2 separate regions of the Gossypium hirsutum genome follow, and region 2 is linked to region 1. Evidence: chromatin contacts called from public Hi-C data. All regions are on one chromosome and are shown on one strand. The core of a region is the stretch at or near the end of the contact, and the rest is flanking DNA. Distances in the headings are between cores, read along the strand shown.

Region 1 (7,422 bases), core at 1,594-4,093:
AAATTACAAATGGAAGGAACAGAATAAAGTTGTTATATAATGAATGAAGAAAAGATGGAGAAGAATATATACTTTTTCATTATTTGACCATACTCTCTACTTTTGTTTTCCCTTTTAAACTTTTTAAAGGGAGTTCTTGTAAATCATTCAATAAGGTATTTATATTTTAAAAATATGTAATATTTTTTATGAATAATCAGCAAATATAACACTATGATCCTTCAACAATCTCTTCCCTTCTGATGAGCACATCTAGCACTATGATACAAGTTACTTAACAAAAATGATTGTTTAATTAAAAAATTATTTTTATATGAAAACAATTCACCCCCAATAACCTATTTTTGTGTAATATTTAAACACAAGTGCTTTAATATATATACTTTCTTGACCACTTCAATAGAGATTGCTTCCTCCTCCGTAACCCATTTGAATTTGGTGGCTATAGGTCACCAATTTTGAGTTATCAACACGTAAAGCTATGCTGGATTTACATATATGCTACTATTTATATAATCCAATATAAATCTTTAATTTAAAATCAAATTTGATGTTATTTTATTAAATGAAGGTTAGTTTTTATCTAAAATCTAATTCAAAATTTTTATTACTTCAATTTGGATCAAGTCGATTACGTGTGCAACCCAGGAAGAGCTATGACAGTCACATAGTCCATTTTATTTAACTTGTCTACCCTCATCTACCATAGGTTTAATGACAATGAAAGTATCACAATCAACATTTCTTTTTAAAACAAACGTGTCGCATTAAATTAATTTACTAGTTGAAGGGCCAAACTGTACAGAATCCCTTTATTGGTAGCTAATATTATTGTATTACAACTAAATACTTCACTTCATCTTGGTTTTCTTTGGCTAAATAAGTAATTTTCCTTCCCGGATGTATCTGTTTAATTTTCATGCTATTTCATTTAATTGATAAGGCTATAAAAGTTTTATTAGACGTCAAATTGTATTCGTCGCTTTGGCCGAGTGGTTAAGGCGTGTGCCTGCTAAGTACATGGGGTTTCCCCGCGAGAGTTCGAATCTCTTAGGCGACGTTTAAAGTTTTGTCGAATTCCAGTGTTGCCAAACTTTTAGCACCCTAAGGCAAGATGACATGATCCCACAACTTGGTCATGCCTGACCGGCTTGCCCCATCTCCGTCAACGTTTAATTACATATGTACACGTGGATGGCCTTTATACCATCGGAAAAGCCCCCATAATTAATCAACTTTACCAGTTCCAACTTTGAAATGGGAATGCAATGACCCCACTCAGTCAAGGGTGGTTATAGCACATTCATTTGGAGCCTTCCACTAGAAGTAATTCTTTTAAAAACTTAATTTAACTCCAGCTGACTCCTCCTTCAAACAAACAAAAGTGTTATTTTTTATATTCAGTTGAGTGTTTAATTTATAAAAGTGTTTGATCAATCTTTAAAAATGACAAAGGATATATAAGTTTGAGTGAGCTAAAATGTATTTTTTTTATTTATGAATACTTTTAATTATTGTGTTAAAAAAATAAATATAATCAAAACTTATAATAAAATTATTAAAAAATTTATTAGATATAATTTTATGCACTGTGAATAAATTAAATAATCACATATTATTAAAAATTTTAATTTAAGTTGATTGACTTTAAATTATATAATTAATTTAAAGAGCAGAGGGTGACCGCTAATCACTTGTGAAAAGTCAGCCTTCAAAAAGTCAGGCACGTCGAAGGACAACCATCAAATAGAGATGGCCTATGCCTCTGATTGGCAATTACTCATCCTCTTATCACAGCTCGACACGTCAAAACGTCTAATGACTTTGTCCCTCCGTTATAATATTAGTTCCTTAAGGCTGTTTTTTAAAAAAAAAAAAAAAACAGATACGTCTCCTTTGTAACGCAAATTGCGGGGCAAAAGCCAGGAATTAGGATGGAGTTAAAAATTGGTTATATTAACGTAGTTTTACCGTTTTAGTTGAATATTTAACTTCAAAAGGGATTAAATTGAAATATTTAGCTGCCAATAAATATCGCTTTTGTGGGTATAAGTTGACAATTAATTGGTAACTAAAAACCTAACAGTCGATGTTTAAACGACTTTTTGAACTAAAAATTTGCTTTATTAATTAGTTGTTAAGCAGTTAATTTTATTTGATAGTTTTCAAAATAATCAGTTAAAAGAATGAATCAAATTACTAGTTAGGAGTGAAACAACCATAGAAAATTGAAGAGAATTTCCTAAAACTACCAGACACCCCTTAAGTGGTCAAAGACCATGCATGAACGTATTTGCAGATGAAATTAATAAGAAACCAAATAAAGCCAAAAGTCATATAAGGAAGAAAAAAACGTGAGACCGCCCAATCCACTTCACTCTACTCAAATTTCCAACTAATATTTTAAATTGAAATAATTATTTTAAATATAATTAAAATATTTCAAAAGTTATTGTTTTTTCATTTATTTTGTGGGTATGATATTTCAAATATTTCATATGTGAAATATTTCAATTAATTATTTTAAATATCATTATATTTATATATGAAATATTTTAAATACACATATAAAAATATATAATACAAAAATTTACTACATTCATGATATAGATTGAAAAATAAATATTTCACATATAAAAATTATATTTACTAAAAATAATAATATTTTATAATATTATTTAATTTTATAAATAAAAAAAGTTATTAATCAAAAAGATGAATTCAAAATAAAAGTTTTTAAAACAATATATTTAAAATATTGATAAAAAATAAAGAAAAAAACTTAAAACAACGTGAAATGAAAAATAAACATGTATGTAAAAGAAGAATCAAATTTGGGACTCGAAAGATAAAACTACTAACATTTAACAATCTGTGTCCAATTTCACACTCTCTCTTCAAAAATAATATATTTTCTTAAATTTTAAAAAAATCTGACTTATCTAACTAATTAATTTTCAGCATATGTGTGGTATTTAGCATTCTAGGGTTAACCCTTAACTACATATAAAATATATATAACCTAAATCATTTTGAAATTGCCGACTTGCTTCCACCTCCACCTGATAGACCTGTGGCGGGCTCCAGCCTATGTTGGAGGGATATTTTTGACTTTGATGAAACCCACAAAAAAAGAAAGAGACCAGAGGCAAAAAAACGCGTATACAATAAGAGACGGCCCAAGAAGTGTCCCTCCAAGTTTCCCGCAGCACCCGTATTTCCCATGTGTCTTAGCCGAAACACGTGACCACCGCCGTCGCAGCTATAAATACGTTCCCCTGCCCACAAAGCAAATCACCCCATTCATTGGCTGATTTTTCTTGGTTGGCATATGTCTCAAAGGCCTAACGTTCCCCACTATTCTTCAATAGCTTTTGGTCTCCATTCTCATCTCCTGGTTTCCAGTGAGATGAACCCTAATTCCAACTGGTCTTAATAGTTTCATCTCTTTCTTTTTCTTCTATTGATTTTTTGTTTTAATTCCTTTTATTGCCTTTCTGAAAAAAAGTAATTGCCTTGTTGATTTGCAAGCAAATTTTGGTAAAGTTCTTAAATATTTGAGTTTAGATCTTCTTTGAGAGTGCCGCTATGGGAGTGAAGGGTTTTGTTGAAGGAGGCATAGCCTCAATCGTGGCCGGGTGTTCGACCCACCCGCTTGATTTGATCAAAGTCCGAATGCAGCTCCAGGGTGAAAGCCATGTTCCCAATCCGGCTGTTCAAGCACTCCGCCCTGCTTTAGCCTTTCAGACAACCACTACTACCACCTCCTCTGCTATCCACATGCCTCCTCCGCCGGCGCGTGTTGGACCTGTGGCCACCGGGATCAAGATCTTCCGGACCGAAGGCGTCGCTGCTCTTTTTTCTGGCGTCTCTGCTACCGTCCTCCGCCAGACCCTCTATTCCACCACCCGCATGGGACTCTACGACATCCTAAAACAGAAGTGGACTGATAAAGAGACCAAAACAATGCCTCTCTCGCGGAAAATCACCGCCGGGCTAATCGCCGGGGGGATCGGCGCTGCCGTTGGGAACCCAGCCGACGTGGCGATGGTGCGAATGCAAGCTGACGGACGCCTCCCCGTATCTCAACGTCGTAACTATACCAGCGTTGTCGACGCCATCACTCGCATGACCAAACAAGAAGGCGTCACCTCCTTGTGGCGCGGCTCATCGCTGACGGTGAATCGTGCGATGTTGGTGACGGCATCGCAGCTTGCCTCCTACGATCAGATCAAAGAGATGATTTTGGAAAACGGGCTGATGAAAGATGGGCTGGGGACACACGTGGCAGCGAGCTTTTCAGCCGGGTTTGTTGCGGCAGTGGCGTCGAATCCCGTTGATGTGATAAAAACAAGGGTGATGAACATGAAGGTGGAGGCAGGGCAAAAGCCGCCGTACGCCGGCGCTTTGGATTGTGCTATCAAGACGGTGAAGGCGGAAGGGCCGATGGCTTTGTATAAAGGGTTTATACCCACAATCTCGAGACAGGGACCATTTACGGTGGTGCTGTTTGTGACGCTGGAACAGGTCCGGAAGTTGCTTAAGGACTTTTAAGGCATTGATAACAAAGACGATGACGAAAATGAATGTTTAAGTTACTTAATTGTTTTCCAGTTTTATGTTGTTCTACATGTTAAACGCGATGTGTGATTCTTGTTCTAATAATGATATCAATAGATGAGATATTTGCTCTAAACTTACTGTAAGTAAATTAGTCGCTGCAAATCCACCTCAATTTTGATTTGGGTTCATGATAGGGGTAATAATGCTATTGCTGTCCAACTCATTAATCACTATTGCCTTTTCAGCAAACAAACATAAACGTCTTTATCAAAATTGAGGTGGATTTGCATCTTCTTCTGGGGTGCATGAGATATTTGGATGGTTGATTCCGATATTAGTTCCTGTATTTTCTAATTTTTAAAATTTCAGTTCTCACTCAAGGATAAATGGATGTTTTGGTTTGTCAAATCTTACATATTACATTTCAAAATAAGATTACGGTGTTTAGATTCTCAGCATTTCAGCCATTCTGTAATCTCACATTCTTGACCGGTGTCAAAATATCATAATATAGGATTATTTTGAATTAAACTTGGAGATAAAAGTCTTCTTTCGTTTCTCGACGATGAAGTAAGACCAAGCCTATGATCTTATTATCCTAGGTCGGAACAAGTTGATAGGATTCCTTTTTACACCCCTGAGTCCCTCCCATGTGGTGACATGGAGTTTTAAAAAGGAAAGAGAGGGATGGGGTTTCTCTCGCTTTTGGCATAACGGACCCCCAATGGGAGGTCCGCACGACGAGACTGTTAGCCCTAATAATTGCGTCATTGTGCCTGAACTGTAAGGGTTTTCAGTCACATGGATAGTTCAATGTGCTTATCAACACCTGACCCTAAGATGTGGATCATTCAAGGCACACTAACATGGCGTACTTCTCTTGTTCGAATCGAGGTTTGAAAGCCTCTTTCTTAGAATATTTAAGATTTCGGGTAGAATTTAAAATTTTGGACAAAATTACTCTTTATCTTCATATTACTTTGTGGTTTATTGTATTCATCGTTAATATTTGTTATTAATTTTCTATAAAAAAATGGTTTTGTTGAATGCCTAGGAAAATGTTTTTTATTATTATAAATTTTGAATTTTTATATTGGGTTAAACTATCCAACTTGAATTTGGTTGATTAATTTTTTCTTTTATGAAATTATTTTATTAATCTTAGTGGCTAGTTTCTTTATATGATTTTATATTTTTTGGAAATAAAATCCTCATTTCTTTTTATTTTACATAAAAATTTACAAATGAGGTTAATAGCTTACGTTACCAAATAAAACCCATTTTGCCATAAACATTAATAATTTTAAAAAAAAAACCTCAATCTTCTTAAATTTGTTGAAAATAAATAGAATATAAAATTTGGAGGTTTATATTATGAATTTTAGTTTTACTTCTCTTTTCTGATTCTCTAAATAAACAACTATAAATTATATAAATAAACTATCATAATTAGGTTGAATAGTTGTTGAGTTGAATTCATATAATAAAATCAAGGTGTAATAAAAAAGAATTTATTAAATTATTATAATTTTATGAAAATTTTAAGACTAAAAAATGTTGAACTTATAAAAACAAAAATCCTATATCAAGGGCAATTTAATAAAATTTGTTTTAAGATAATCTTACATTTTGTTAACCAAAGACATGAATCTTATATTCCAACCAAATAAACCAAACAAGGTAATCTCATATTCCACCCGTAATCCTATTGCGAAATGTAATCCAAGATTTTGGCGATCCAAATGCATCCTAACCGTTAATTTTATTAAGTTATGCGATTTCCAAAATTTGATGGGATAAACATGTTATCATATGTGTAATGTTATGTAAATTTGTTATTTTCACATACTACTCACTAGAAGTTCAATTAATCGACTAATAACCATCATCTGCATCAATATTAAAATTTCAAAATTTAAAAAATATATGAACTTAAATTAATTTAATTGAAGAATATAAATAAAATCTACAAATAAACACATAATACAAAATTAGTAATTAAATTTAATCAAACAAATTAAATTACTATTATCTGCTAATTTTAAAAAATACATAAAAATTAAACTGAAATAAGTTGTAGGAAAACAAAGATTACGGGGCGATGCAGTCGCTGATTGATTGACCCAAGAGTTGAAATTTGAATTGCAAGATAAAAGCATAGAGAATTAAAGATATTATGTATAAATTAAGATAGACGTAATCCAATTGGATTGTTTTTACTAAAATAGTTTTTGAAATCCAAGATACGCATTTGTAAATTTCAATAAGTTGATTCATAATGTTTTTTTTCAACAATAAATTTAAAATATTTGTTGATTGTGAATTTGAATTTTTTATTTTATACCATTCAAATATAAAATAATATTTATCTAAAGCTGATGTAGACAACTGACTTAACGTATAATTGTTATTTTCTTAACAATAAAATTTAAAATCTTAAAGTAAAATTTGAAATGTTTAGATAAATTTGTTATCGCCAGATTTTTAAAAACTGCTATTATTATTTTACTTAAATTAAATTTTGTTTAATTTTTTTATTTCATTAAATTTATAAATTATCATAAAATATGTATTATTTAATTTAAATTTAAAGTAACTAGATATGTAATTTTTTAATTTTTAAAAATTCTAAATATATATATAAATGTCTATAAAATTATTTTAAAGAATAGTATTTTAAGTTTTTCATTTTTAATATATATGTTTCTATGTTCTTACTTTCAATTTTTTTTTATGTGTAATCAATTCTTTTAAATTTTTTACATTATATTTTTATTAATATATAAAATCAACCTGTGCAAAGAAACTAGTATGTATATGATATAACAAGATACACACTAAAATTGCGACAAATACTAC
Region 2 (7,422 bases), core at 3,242-5,741, 52 kb after region 1:
GGCTTCTTGGACTCGTCTCTTTTTGCGTGATCGGGCCGTCATCGAAGTCATCACACCGGCTAGCAACTTTCGGTATCTTCTTTTTAGTCGGTCTAGGAGAACATTTCGGCATGTATAGGCTAATATGTTTTGTTGAAATTTGGTATGTAAACTTTTAGCCATGCGAAAATGGCATAAATGTTCGGTTGGATTTGGTTCTATAATGTTAGGTCGTAAGTCTTGGTAATTCGATTTTTATGCCATATGTCATGGTTGATTATTTTTGGTGTTAAAATTCATGATATGGCAATAGTGTAGTAGGGAGATGTTTGACAATGATTAGCCTTTGGCATGGCTAGTCATGATCATAATTTGTGATATGTATGATGAATTACTAGTTAGCTCAAGGAGAAATCACGAAATAGGCATAGTTGCTTTAGTAACAGATGCTGGCAGCAGCAGTGACGTGAGATTGAAAAATCACTAAAAATAGTAGGAATAGAATTAATTAATGAATAAATTATGTAATCGAAGCTCGATGAGTCTATTTTCATACAGAAGAAACGAAACGACCATATGAGCTGTATGTTAGGAGATAATTAAACTCTTGTGAAACAGGGCCAGAGCGATTTCTGGATCCCCTGTTCCGACTTTGTAAATTCATTATAAATTAACCAGAGATAATTAGAAGTCATTCCATATGTGCATAGATTCCCCTTTGAGTCTAGTTTCTATAGAAACAAACGACATCAGTATTGAATCCCTGTACAGGGAGATATCCAAGTCGTAATGCGCAAAGGTCAGTGTAGTCGATCCCTGTAACATGGGAGACTTTGACTAATAAACTGTACTAATTGGCCCAACCAAAAATTCTAGAAAAAAATATGCAGATGGGCATATGAGTCTAGTTTCAGGGAAAATTTACGGAACTGGATTTCGAGTTTCATAACTCAAGATATGATTTTTAAAGCAACTAGTATGCAGATTGGCAGCTTGTCTGGGAAATTTTTAATAAGTGGTTTGAAGTCTGTTAACACTTCGTGTTCGACTCCGGCGACGGTCTCGGGTTCGGGGTGTTACATTGTTATTTAATACAATACCTAGAACTACCTATAGCCCCTCCCCAACCATTAAATAAGAGGATAATGCGATTTACCACACTTGAACCGTTCTCTTGCACGGGCAATAATATCAATGCCAATTTTTGACACTCAAAATTTTAATTTATTATTTTTTAATTTTTAATTTTAAAAATATCATTACAGATCCTGATCTTATCTGCTCTTTTTAACACAATGCCTAGACTATCCATAGCCCCTCCCCGAACCCACATCTTCTTGTATTGACGACAATACTCATGTCAATTGAACTAAGACTCCATCGACATTTCCTAAATTCACAAAAAATGTATTTTTAATTTTTTTTTAAATTCACTTAAATTTAAAAATTGCATTTTAACATTAAAGATACTAAATGAGATTATATCCAGTAATTTTGACAAGGAACTCGTTTATTTGAGTAATGCTAAAATATTGGCTCAAACTTTTATAAAACATAAAAAATCATGGAGTACATATTTAAATAACAATTCCAAATAAAAGCGAATCATCATAATTTGGGGCATTTAAACTACCACATTCATGTATATGCTAATCAACATCTAAAAATAAATAAGGCTAAATTTGAAGAATATGTAAAAAGAAATTTAATTAGGATTTTAGTTCGTTTTAAATTTTATTTAGGGAAATAAGTCATTTTTTGAGAAAGAATGTGAAAGCACGTCTAGCTGGGCGCGTTTTCCCTTTAAGTTGTAATTTTTGACTTTTTTTAATGTAATCAATTTTTTTAGTTGGATGGTTAAATATTGGTGGTTTTGTCCTTGAGTCCTAGGTTTGATTCCTCTCCCACTCACATTTATATTTTTTTATTTCATGTTGCTTTAAGCTTCTTCTTCTTATTCTTTTTTTAATGAATGTTTTTAACATATTAGTTTCCTTAGTTAAATGGTTAAATGATAATGATTTCATCATTGAGACCTAGATTCAATTCCCCTTTTCTAGACACATTTTTAATTTTTATTTAATATTGTTTCAAGTTTTTTTTAATTAATAATTTTTTTTTCAATTTTAATTCATCTTTTTAATTAATAAATATTTTATTCATAAAATCAAATAATTATTACAAATATGATTATCTTTAGTAAATATAATTTTTATATGTGTAATACTTATTTTTCAATCCATATCATGAGTGTAGTAAATATTTTTGTATGTGTATTTAAAATATTTCACATATAAACATAATGGTATTTCAAATAATTAATTGAAATATTTCACATATAAAAATATTTGAAATATAATACTCACAAGATGAAAAAACAATTATTTCATTTTATAATATTAGAAATCACCATACCCACAATATACGTGGAGAAAATAAATATTTGACATATAAATATTATATATAAAGAAAAATATATCAAAAAAATAGTTGATGTTTATATTATATATATAGAGTTATTATTAATTTCAAATATTTTTAACATAATGATATATGTAAAATATATATTTATTATATAATTACATATTTATTATTTGATTTTATAAATAAAAGAGTTGTTAATTAAAAAGATGAATTAAAATAAAAAAATTAAAAAAATATTTATTAATTAAAAATAAAAAAACTTGAAGTAGTATGAAATAAAAATTACAAATGTGTTTAGAAAAGGGAAATTAAACCTGGATCTTAATGATGAAATCATTATTATTTAACCATTCAATTAAGAAAGCTAATATGTTAAAAACATTCATTAAAAAAAGAAGAAGAAGAAACTTAAAACAACATGAAATAAAAATATAAATATGAGTGGGATGGAAATCGAATCTGAGGCTCAAGGATAAAACCACCAACATTTAACTACCCAACCAAAAAAATTAATTGTATTTAAAAAAAAGCACCTACCAACTGTGATAATTGCACCAACAGAATCGGATCACAAAGGCATTATAATCCCCAATCTCAAACAATTGGATAGAAACATTAAAAGAAAAAGATGATGGGACTAGAAACGAAAATTGATGACTCCTTTTAATCAACTGTGGCAATTCCCTCCAAAATTCAGAATCTCGTTCTTCCACTATCCCTTTCACCCAAATGTCCAAATCTTGCGATAATGGATTGTATGTAACAGATATTTCATATTATTCTATATTCTTTTTTAATTATTTAATAATATTTTAATAATTTAATATAGTGGTACATGAAGTATAAATTTTAAAGACTTTTTAAATAATTGATATAAATCATTTGTAAAATTAATGGCACATAAAATATTTAAAAACTTAAATATAATAAATCATATTTAAATAATTTAAAATAATGATGCATAAAATATAAATTAATCTTATTTTTTATATACTTTTAAGATTTAATATAAATAAAGATATTTTGATAATTTTTACTTCCAAATGTAAAAATTAAAAACACTTAAATCTTAGCTTTTGTAATTGGGTGGAAAAACACTTTTCCACCACAAATTTTGACCCCAAAAGCTAGGTGTTTCATTGTTTCTACGGTGAAAAAGCACTTTTAGCTTCCCAAGCGCAATGAAGAACAGGGCCTTAGTAGAGTAGTAAGGTTTTTTTATATGAATTTGTTGGTTTTGTGTCTGATTCTCAAATATTGTTTCTCAATTATTTTATTTGAAAATTATATAAATGTATGAAAAGATAAAAATACCCTTATAGTAATATTAATTACCCTTTAAGGTAAGGGTATTTTAGTAATTTCACAGTTGAAATGGTGTCAGGGACTTAATAATAGTATACATATAGAACTGATGGAAGTAATAAATGATACATGTTGAAATAAAAATATATAAAAAAAGGTTAGAGTAAAGCTTAGGTTGAATGGTTAATTTAAGATTTTATTGATCTAATTGGTATGTATATTTTAATTACGGAAGGAGATCCAAATTAGTAAAGGGGTTTATGAACTTCTCTTGAGAAAAACTTCATTACTAACTTACAAACGGCAGGAAAGTAAATTTCTTTTTTTCATGGATGACAACTTGGCAACTTTCCGGTATAAAATTAGGTTATTCCGGATTTTAATTTAATATAAAAATAATTTATATTGGAAATTCTGATATTTAAATATTGTATCACATCATAAAGTTTATTTTAGAGAATATCTTAATTCCTAGAGAATTGAAAACCTGAAATTTTAATTTCTCCACATTTGGAACTGCATCAAGCTAAACAACAATTTAGAGGAAAAAATTATAAGAAACCAATTTTGCTTTTACCCCCTAAATTGTTTTCAATTTTATTAATTACAATCTGCCACCATTTCTTTTTAATTTGATTTAATACCACAATCACCGTTACGCCATGTCAGACGATAAAACAGTTCAAGAAATTTTTTATATGGTATAGGACCTTGTACCAAACTTTATCCCAAGGCTTTGCGTCGTCAAAAATTCAGTCCCCCGCAATGACTTCTTTCCCTCGATTCGTAAGGCTTGAATCGAATGATATGGTCCTGACTGCTTTCATTTTCAACTTTTAGCTCCTGGCTGCCTTATCATGATTAATTCCAAAACCTAAGGAGACGTAAAAAACTAACACCACCTTAGTTTTCCTTTGCTAGTTAGCTGGTTACAAGACTGTAGGAAAATGGATATCAAATCTCTGACTTCCCAAAATTTCATACATTTCTTCCACAAAAACAAAAGGCAAAGAAATGATGGCCTCCAATGGAGACCTCTACAAAATTTCTGAAAACCATCGCTTCTGGTAGTCATTCCTTTCCAAGCAGTGTGTAATTCGACTAAATCTGTACAGGCAGATACATACTTCTCATAATTTACAAAATCCTCGCAAACATCGACCGCACTTCTATCACAGATGGAGGTGGCTCCAAATCTTTTTCCTGGAGTGCATTCCCTAGCAACTTCTGCATCTGTGCCGCAAAGATTTCGTCCAACACCTGCAGTTTAGCAATGCTTTCAATAACATGTAAACTACCAAGGCTAACGAACAATCGGTTAATACCATATATAGAAATGACAAAGTTCAAGTGTTTGTCCGAGGGATCCAAATTTATATCAGAATGTTCACTGGTCGAGGAGAGACTTACCGAAATCGCAATCCTTAAGCCCTTATACCAGGACATGTTCTCTCTTCGGTTTTCCATAAAGTGTAGAACATCCTGTAAGAAATAGAAAAAAAATGTTATATACGTTTGCATGATTTTAAATTAAGGATATGAAGATATTCGCCAGTTCTACCTGTCCCATCCGGTCCCAAAAATTTCGAAGGACGGTTATGAACACATGTGGCTCAAAAACAGAATGGAGGTTCTCTATCGTATTTATCAAAAGATCTTTCAAAGGCTGCATTCTACTTCTTACATCCGACTCAACAACAGTTTCCTTTGAGTCTTGGATTATCTTCTTCAATTTTGTAGCAGTCTGAACTTTTGTCTATAAAAATAAAGAAATAGAAGCATGAGAATATCTTTAACAAAACAGTGGATATAATATGTAAATACTTGTGCATTCACATATTCCAGGATGCTAACAATGCATCTAAATATTAAACTAGGAATGTGTAATCTTCATACTATTATCCGAAAAAATTATTTAAAAAAGAAAGAAGAAAAGAAAAGCTGGAAATTAGAGACTCAGAACAAAAGCAAGGAGATAATACTGTGTACTAGATTCTACTGCATAATAAACAAAACGAGTCCAGAATCACAGACGTTGGAAATCTCAAAAGCATGATATGAAACCAATAATAGATTCCACTGCGTACTAGAGGATACTCACATTCTCTGCAAGTTTCTCCACTATTGCTTGAATATGGTTTCTGAAGTCAGCCCTCAGCATTACTGTAATTTCACTGAGACGCTCTCCTGGAATTGCATTTCCACCAGGTGGAGTGCAAGGACACCATGACTTCAGCTTGGTTTCTATCTTGGGATGCAGTACAAAAAGTATCCTTTTCATGGAATTCAAAAGAACTCCCAACTGAAAAAATAATTATTTTTCTTTAGTTGTTAGGGGGTAAAAACCGGACAAATCAGAAAAAATGCGTGAAGAAAACTTTACCTCATCCGGAACAACGTAGATGACAGCAGTTCCTTTGGTGAATTTCTGAACATATTTGCCAATTATCTTAGGAGCAAGGCCATCCTTCAGTGGAGCTAGAACATCAGCATATTGTCTCTCTAAAGCTTTAATAATGGCTTTCTCAACATCTGCTACAGCCTTTTCATAGCAACAAGTAGCAACGAGACATAAACAGGTTTGGTTAGCATAAAGCAGATTAAACACATGTTTATAGTTGTTATGTGATGGATGCTATTTATAATGCTAAATATTAATTTTAATTGATATATAACTAAAAGTAATAACTGTTTTTGGGACCAAATTTATTGTTACGAATTTATGGTTTAATACGTTGTATAGTTCAATAAAACCAACTTTGAATACCTACAATTTGATTTTATTTATGTTTAATTTGGATTAAAACAACTGCACTATTTCAAAAACAACTAAACTCATCTTCTCGCTAAACACTTACGTAATTCAAAAAAATCTAATTAAATGTTACTATAATTTTATTTACTATTAATTAATTGATATTACGTTTGTTATATGCTAAAACTAATTTAATAATATAATGAAGAATAAAAGATATTCCCAACACATCAAAAGTTTCTCCAAATTTGTGCTTTTGTATATTATATATTAATCACAATTCTTTAGGTAACTTCTAATTAACTAGCAAAAATGATAGATTGGCATAAAAAAGTTGTAAATCTAATACCATAATAATAGTAAGATGTCATATTAAGCAAGAACCTAACTTAAGGCTCAAAATCAGAAGTACAAAATTCCCCTGAAAACTGATACTGTCATGAAACTAGGTAACATGTTATTTTGTAGTTTCAGGTCCATTTTATGAAATATTGTTGGGTTCATTTTTTTTAATTCTATATGTCATTCCTGTATTACATAATTCTAAAAATCTGTAGCAACAGTCAAATATATCATAACAAAACAAAAGGTCAGAACGACGTACATTTTCCAAGATGATTGTGAATTCTGGCCAGCGAGAAATGATAATTTCATATTCATTCAATGTCTCTGTTAGCCGATCATACATATCATCTATGAAAGGAGTTGTTGATTGTGATGTTTTAATATCAGAACATTTAACCTGCAACCAATTTCAAGAAAATTGCCTTTGAGTGGGGAAAATACAAAACCTTGGCTTACAATCAATTTTAATTAGTCATGCACACTTGGCAATTCTCTGGCCTAGGCAGTCCGCATACACACACATATACATATACATATATATATTCAGAATGCTAATGAATGATGAACTGCTTAGATCAAACCACAAAGAACGAAAGTTCAACCCATCAGGGTAA

The links. Hi-C and Micro-C count contacts between places; a contact is called where the count stands out from the background.
Region 2: a Hi-C map of leaf shows a contact between it and region 1, with 2.8 times the contacts expected there. The contact joins the enhancer-like site here to the promoter of LOC107913399 in region 1. A contact is called at or near these places in 4 of 34 Hi-C or Micro-C datasets (leaf and petal).

Annotation. Positions count from the first base shown.
Region 1 is chrD11:32,090,298-32,097,719 of Gossypium_hirsutum_v2.1, forward strand. LOC107913399 (mitochondrial uncoupling protein 5) reads left to right here and starts at 2,844. Exons shown (of 1, transcript XM_016841967.2): 1 at 2,844-4,696. The coding sequence starts at 3,589. The coding sequence ends at 4,554. It overlaps TRNAS-GCU (transfer RNA serine (anticodon GCU)), which reads left to right and starts at 979; the gene lies at 979-1,060.
Region 2 is chrD11:32,140,205-32,147,626 of Gossypium_hirsutum_v2.1, forward strand. LOC107913400 reads right to left here. Exons shown (of 23, transcript XM_016841970.2): 18 at 7,068-7,205; 19 at 6,092-6,250; 20 at 5,810-6,010; 21 at 5,270-5,464; 22 at 5,119-5,190; 23 at 4,594-4,968. The coding sequence ends at 4,846. Among protein-coding and RNA genes, the nearest start is that of LOC107913400, 12 kb to the right of the region's middle. Within about 2 kb of position 4,492, at least 4 of the 9 cell types and tissues checked have an H3K27ac peak or open chromatin away from gene starts, as enhancers often do.